Linked DNA regions of Gossypium arboreum: region 2 is linked to region 1. The links are chromatin contacts, called in public Hi-C maps. All regions are on one chromosome and are shown on one strand. Each heading gives the region's core, a stretch centred on a gene start, on an enhancer-like site or on the middle of the called end of the contact. The rest is flanking DNA. Distances are from core to core; before and after follow the strand shown. Region 1 has its middle 12 kb from the start of LOC128287756. Region 2 holds the start of LOC108462676 (organic cation/carnitine transporter 4).

Region 1 (3,689 bases), core at 700-3,199:
AAATAAAATTGAATAGTCGGGTAATATTTTATAATTTTTCATAATTAGGTAACAAAAAAATAATAATTAAAGGACCATTAAAAAATCATAATTGAGTGACCTATATTGTAATTTACTATTTTTATAAATGTTATCCAAAATAACAATCAATCCGAAGAAATCAATATGGTACCAATTAGAAAACAATCGTACTAACTGCCTTGATTTTATCAGATTATAATAATTTTGATATATATTCACATCCTATTTATATTTTTTTATATTTTAATTATATAATTTGGTATTATATCAGTATATGAATACCATATAATACTATAATTCTATTGTGATAAAATGCATAAGGTGGCCAGAAATAATATTTAATAAATTGTGGGTGTGCAATTAGTACTAGTCTGGGGTCAATGTTCCAAGAAGCCTTGGAAATTTAGAAATCTTGGGGTCAAGTCTAAAGAATGAGGCGAAAGGCAAAGGCAATTTTGATTGTCCAAAATAAGGTGCGGACGGCATGTGCTTTAAACAGCCACCAAACTATTTCAGATTTTTCTTCAACAAATTTATTTGTTTATATTGTATTTAAATAATATTTTATTTTATATTCATTTTTTTTAAAAAAAGTAACTATTTCGAAATGACATTAATTCTAGACTTATCTAAAAGTGGGTGGTTTAGACTTTGGAAGAGTGTTTTCCTTCAAAATTTAGCCTGAATCACAAATCAATAGTAAATCTAATCTATTTTATTTGAATTTAATTATGAAAATATGTACATATCTTTAATATTTTGTTATCAAATCAGCTATTGGCCTTATGAGAATTTTCCTCCACATACCACACCTTCAACTGAATTATGCTAAGGATATTTTTTTTCCCATGGAATGTTAACTGCTTATAAATGTCACATAAAATTTAAACTAAATATGAAATTTTTGGTTTTTTAAATATTGAATTTTTTTTAAGAAAAATTCAGCGAAATTTCTATGTACAGATTGCTCTCAACCCTTCCCTGTCCCTTATTTAAAAAAAAACTGATTTTTTTAAAATTATTTTCTCCTTTTTTTAAAAAAAATTAAAGACCGATGAAATGCCATTATCAATAAATAATTGCATATATGCATGAGTTAATCTATCACCAAGCAAGTGACACAAAACAACGGTGGAAAATTGCAAAAAATGAATAAAACCACATCAAAAAACCCCAAAAAAAATCAAAAAACTCACCGCCTTCTCAAGAAACCTTAGAAAAACAGAACCAGAAAAATAAAAGAAACAAGAAAACCAAAAGCTTCTTTCGACAAGAAACGCAGCAGCCCCATCTCTCCGGCATCCTTCATCGACGTCACTACAACCATCGTCTTGCTCCCACAGATCAACAACCCTCAAAACATCACGATCGATCCTACAGTTTCGAACCATCAGAAGCCTCAATACCCATTTTCTCTGACCTCAACCCCTTCATCTCATATATCTTCTAATTTTTTCGGTCTTTGCTTCTACCTTTAGCGACACCTCATCAATCCAAACCCTCGGCAATAACCCTTGTTTTCCTTCCTGTTATGGGTCAAAATATTTTTGTTAAAATAACGGTTAGTTGCAACGGTTAGTTCATTAAGTAAAACGGTGAGTTTCAATCTTAAAATTGAATCAGTAAAACGGGGCGCATAGTTTAGTGATTCGGTGCGTTTTGCACAACTGTAAGTGCCACGTCTTTTCTTTGCTGTTATTCTCTCCTTTTAAGCATGAATTGTATGGGAGAAACGGTTATGGAAAAACATTAAGAAATTTTCTGAACTTTTCTTCCTCTGTTCTCTCTTCTATTCTTCTTCTTCTTCGACATTTTCTGTGGAATTTTTGAGATCTTAACAAAGGTATCAAAGCCTCTACGATCCCTACAATGGTCGGTGATGGAGTTTTGACGAGGTTTCAGAAAGAGGTGGGCAGTATGCAGTAAGAAATTGCCAAAATTCAAGAGAGAATGGCTCGTTTAGAAGCAACGATGGACTCCAAGTTTCAAGCTTTTAAAGAGGAGTTCTGAGGGGATTTGTAAGCACTCTTGAGTCAGTATTTTGACAATGGGAAAGGGGTCCTCGAAGCACTACCTGGTTTTTATCAAAAGGAGGTCGAAGCACCCACTGTTCCTGTTGGACCGAACTTGGCAGATGTAAGAAGCGTGCATTTGAGGAATCAATCACCTGTGGTTGGGGTGTTTGAGAAGGTCAGTAGGCTTGAATGTCCCAAGTTTGATGGTAATGATTTTTGAGGATGGTGGACCAATCTTGAGCAATATTTTGAGGCTAAGAGAATACCAGAGTCTAGCAAGGTCTATGTGGTGATGTTGAATCTAGAAGGGAGAGCGTTCGAATGGCATCATTTTTACTCCCAGCGAAATGGGGGTCTCCAGATGCTATCGTGGCTAGCATACATGAAGAATATGCAGGATCATTTTGGTTTTGGTTAATTTGGCAACCCTATAAAGGAGCTAGTTAACTTGAAACAACAAGGTACGGTGGAACAATATCAAGATATGTTCGTAGGACTATTGAATCAATTGTATCTACCCGAACCTTATGCCACTAGCATTTTTCTTAGCAATTTAAAAATTGAGATTGGTCACTACTTGGATCTATTTGAACCTGCTACGCTAATGGAAGCTTTTCAGTTAGCTAAGAAAATCGAGGTGCTCCTATCTTGTCCAGCAAAGAAGTCTCCCACACCTTCGCGTAACTCACCTAGATCGATGTTGAATTCTTTCATCATATCAGGCTACTCCTCATCATCTACAAGATCTATTTCTGCTTCACAGTCTGTGAGCAATACTTCAATCAACAAGTCAGGCACTCGATCTATTTCTCCAGCTGTGATGGCAAAACGTAAGCAGAAAGGTTTTTGCTTCTGGTGTCGAGCCAAATACCATACGTGGCACAAATGTGTTAAATCGCAGTTATACCAGTTTTTGTGGGAGCCTTTATCTGACAGTGAAACAAAATAATTTCAAGAGTGTTCAGAGAAGCTCGAGGAAGGAAATTCTGAAGAAGAACCGTCGAAATCCCATGTGATTTCGTTACATGCTCTCAATGGGTTACAAAGCCATAACACCATGAGGGAAGCTACTCGGGTAGGATTGATTCTAGCCATTATTTTGGTTGACTCTGGTAGTATGCATAATTTTATAGATGCAAAGCTGGTAAGTAGACTGTCTTTGCCAGTAATACCTCAAGAGAAGTTGAAAGTGCTTATAGCAAATAGGAGTTGTCTCTTTACTAGGGGAATGTGTAAAGAAGTGTCATGGGAGGTCCAAAACCATCATTTTGAAATAGACTTTATTGTTTTTCCACTAAAAGGATGTGACATGGTTTTGGGAGTTCAATGGCTATTGATGTTAGGGGACATTGTTTAGAATTTTAGCTCATTAACCATGTAATTTATGGTTAAGGGTCAGACCTGTATTATTCAAGGCGCTGTTCCTGGTTCTTTGGCCGTGGAGGAGTATGGTTCAAATGAAAAATGTTTTATGATTATGGGACAGGCATTGGGACCTTACACAGTGATAATGAACACGCCCAATCAAATAGCACTATCAACCATCACAGTTAAGGAATCTGAAGAACATCTTCAGGCACTGTTGGAAGAATTTGTAGATGTCTTTCAGGTGCCTAAGGGGTTACCACCTCCTCGATTGCATGATCACAGAAT
Region 2 (3,689 bases), core at 852-3,351, 93 kb before region 1:
TGTTCAGTGTCTCTGGCAAGCAATATGCAAGCATCCCACCAACCAATCCACATATCCCGAACACCAAAAACGGAAGAATACCGCCCAAAACCACCACAAATGGTGCCAAAATAGCCCCCATCTGGGCCGCCTGAGTTGCACTTCCAAGGGCTGCATTTCTCACCACTGTTGGAAAAAGCTCAGCTGTATAAATGAACAACAGATTGTAAGTTCCAGCCATCCCAAATATCCCCAAAACCCCACAGCCCATTTTGATTACTTCCCACATCCTAACACTCCCCACTACACTCCCCGTTAAACAAAATATTGCGCTGAACCATTGTGTCCCAATTGCCAACGGCTTCCTCCCAAATCTATCCAATAAAACTGCTGTTATCGTGAATGCTGGCATTTCAGCCACTGCATTAAGAAGGACACTTAAGTGAATATTTGTCTCAAGGTTGACAACATTCAAGCTAAGCCCATAGTACACAACTGAGCAAGTGAAGCTGATTCCGACTGCAAGAAATAGTCGAATAGAGGTGACCGGTGATCGGATTACATCTACTATGGAACCAGAGACAGCTTCCTTGGAGCTACTCTGGTTATCATTTGAAGCATCATTAGCTTCATCATCCAGTGCTAGGATAATCCCCTCAGGGAGATTATTTCCATTAGATTTGGCTATGGCTTGCATGATTTTCATTGCTTTATTTATTTTCCCTCGAACAAGGTACCATCGCGGGGACTCAGAGATGAATGGAATAACTAGAAAAAGGAAAAGGACAGAGGGGACAGAGGAGGCGACATAAAGAGCACGCCATGTAGGGAAAATGTAAGCAATGCCTGCAAGTAAGGCGATGCCGGTTGAAAAGAAATAGAATGTGGACATTCCAGCCACACCACGCTTGGTTGGACCAACTGGTTCGGTGGCTAATACAAAGGAGCAAAGGCCAACCCCACCGGTGCTGAACCCTGTTAGGAACCTGAGAAGCAAATATGTGAAGTAGTCTGGCGCTATTGATGTGAGGCAACCAAAGATGGCATTTAAGATACAAACTGTCTTCAAGGAACCCTTTCTTCCAAGGCTTGAGTCTGATAGATGACCAAATACTCCTGCGCCTAAAAAAAATAATTGTGTAGAAAAAATTAGTTTTAGTCATGAATTCAAGCATTCACCATGTTCATGAACGAGTGATTCTTTACATTCAAAAGGAAGATTGAAAATGTATGGTAGAACCCAGACACATTATCAACATCAAGAATATGATCTTCATGTCTGAACTTTAGCTTTCAACTTGATCATCAACTTCCTTTTTTTTTCTTTGAAAATATTTCTGTTATCTGTAATTGCTCGATCAGATAACAGTTTTCTGAAAAGAAATCCTTATTTTTTCCCATGAAATTTCGGGTCCACAAATGCATTTATTGCGCCATGTAGATATGGTTTCCATGCCAGAAAAAACTAACTTGTTATGTTCCTAAAACTACATTAGCATAACGTTAATAACCTAACAATTTATGTATTAATATTGTTATTTTCCGTATCGTGTTTAATATTACGGGTTTTGGAATAAAGAGAAAGATAAGGTGAGAACATGTTACCAATCATGCAGCCAGCGAAAAACAAGGCTTGAACAAGCCCAACCTTATACTTCTCCCCGCAAACCAATCCCCACTGAGCCACGGTGGAGCTTCCCGGACCACCCTCCCATTCCCAAGACCCTGGTTCAAGCCCACAAACACTTTCAGCCTTCTCATCACACCGTGATCCTGACCCTTCCACGCACCGCCAACCAGGTTCCTGGTCCGCAAATATCATAACCATGGTGTGGAAAGCTTCCAACGCCCATGCCAGGCTCGTTAAAACAAAGTGTCTCAATTGCCACGACCCGAATTCTCCGCAATACACATCTAGCATGTCGTCTATGCAAAGCTTCTCGGATTCGGATTCGGGTATAGCCTCCCAATTGGGTTGCTTGGTCGGAAGGAGTAAAGATGACTCTAAGGAGGAGCCATGGCTACAGGTTTCTGATCCTCCCGCGGTAGCCATAGCTCTGTTTTTATTTTTGCAGTTTTTTTTTTGGGTGTATATTAATGTTTTTTACTCAACGTAGGAACTAGGATCCCATTTACACAGATGTATGTATATATAGGGGAAAGTTCCATTTCCATATGTTTTGGGTTATGACTTGGTGTGATGATTTGTGAACTCGATACGTGGATGGATATCTAACCATTGATTTGAGATTTTCGTATATTTTTATCCTTGTTAATAAAAGCGTCGGTCCGATACTCATTTGAAGGAAAAAAGGAGCTTGATTTGAAGGAAAAACAAAAGTAATCTGAAAATTTTCCTTTTCAGAAAAAAGTGCATTCAAGAGCTAACTAATAGTTGGGTACATAGCATCAGCTCCAACAATTCCAGAGGTTGATTACTCATTACAGACATAAGCAGATAAAAAACATAATCAAAAGGATTAGCTGACAGCTACATTAATTTTAAATGAAATTCGGTCAAAAAAATAGTGTTCTTTTGCCGGACCATGAAAGTTTATCTTAATCAAAGAAAAATTGGTTTAATTAGCTTTTAATTGGTTCATTTGGCTGATAAATTACAGCTTGATACTGTTTACAAGTCAACAAATAATTTACATTATTTTGAATCAATATACTAATTAATTTCCAATTCAATCGATCTTATTATAATTTAATTCATACAAAATTGTTTATAGCTATATCATCCTTAAAACCCATAATCTATCCTAAATACTAGTGACACTCAGAGAAATGTTGTTTGCCAATCTGGCCATCACATTCACATACTTAATCCCTTCCCTGACAACAAGTTTCAGGATCTTGTTCTCAAATCCAATTAAGAGAAACTTGAATTCATAGATGAGAATACACTAGATAATTAGCAACTTAAATTGCAATCAAGAGTGATAACCATGGTGGAATAAATTTTGACTTCCAATTTTTCCTTATGGCTAATTAGAGGCCATCCCTTAAAAGCTTCTAATTAAGAATGAACACTAGTGGTATTCGAGATATGTTGGTAGGATTGGATATGTTGGGGATAAATTTATGTAAACAATGAATAAGAGAAATAACGAAAAAATTGAAGAGATCGAACATAAAAAATTTACGTGAAAAACTCCTTCCGAAGAGGATAAAAACCACGGGCAAAGATAGTTTCACTAATTTGGAAAAAACGAATAGTACAAAGATGGGGATAAAAACTAAACCTTGAAAACCCGAAAAAGAACCCTCAAAACTTAAACACAAAATTCCCTAAAAGCTTGCAAAAGTTAATACCTAAATGTGTTATAGGTTAATCTTTCTAGGGTTGTAGAAGGCCTATTTATAGCCTCAATTTGTAGGTCAAATAATATTAAAATAATCTACACTAATTAGAGTTTAAGTGGAAAACTAAAATAATGTTTAACTGAAAGCAGTAAAGCCGAGAAAATTGAGGAACACGTTGCCTCGTTGCTACGTGGCTTTCTTCTCTCGTGACAAAGTATGGTTGTGTCGTCGGGACGAAGCTTATTTTCTTGTTGTGACAATGGTCGCTCGTCGGGATGAAGAGCTCCTCCTCGTTGCGACATCACATACTGTTTATGCTGAAATGCGAGGCATATTCCACAAATATTCACCTTGACGCGTATTTCCACAATGCCTTCTTTTCCAAAGCTCACCATAGGCCT

What was found. A called contact is a pair of places that touch in the nucleus more often than the background predicts.
Region 2: a contact with region 1 is called in a Hi-C map of leaf, with 2.6 times the contacts expected there. The contact joins the promoter of LOC108462676 here to the enhancer-like site in region 1. A contact is called at or near these places in 2 of 5 Hi-C or Micro-C datasets (both in leaf).

The regions. Positions count from the first base shown.
Region 1 is chr13:112,251,316-112,255,004 of ASM2569848v2, reverse strand. No RefSeq gene overlaps it. Among protein-coding and RNA genes, the nearest start is that of LOC128287756, 12 kb to the right of the region's middle. Within about 2 kb of position 1,949, at least 2 of the 2 cell types and tissues checked have an H3K27ac peak or open chromatin away from gene starts, as enhancers often do. A contact at or near this core is called in leaf, where this site is marked.
Region 2 is chr13:112,344,207-112,347,895 of ASM2569848v2, reverse strand. It overlaps LOC108462676 (organic cation/carnitine transporter 4), which reads right to left and starts at 2,101. Exons shown (of 2, transcript XM_017762594.2): 1 at 1,585-2,101; 2 at 1-1,101. The coding sequence starts at 2,032.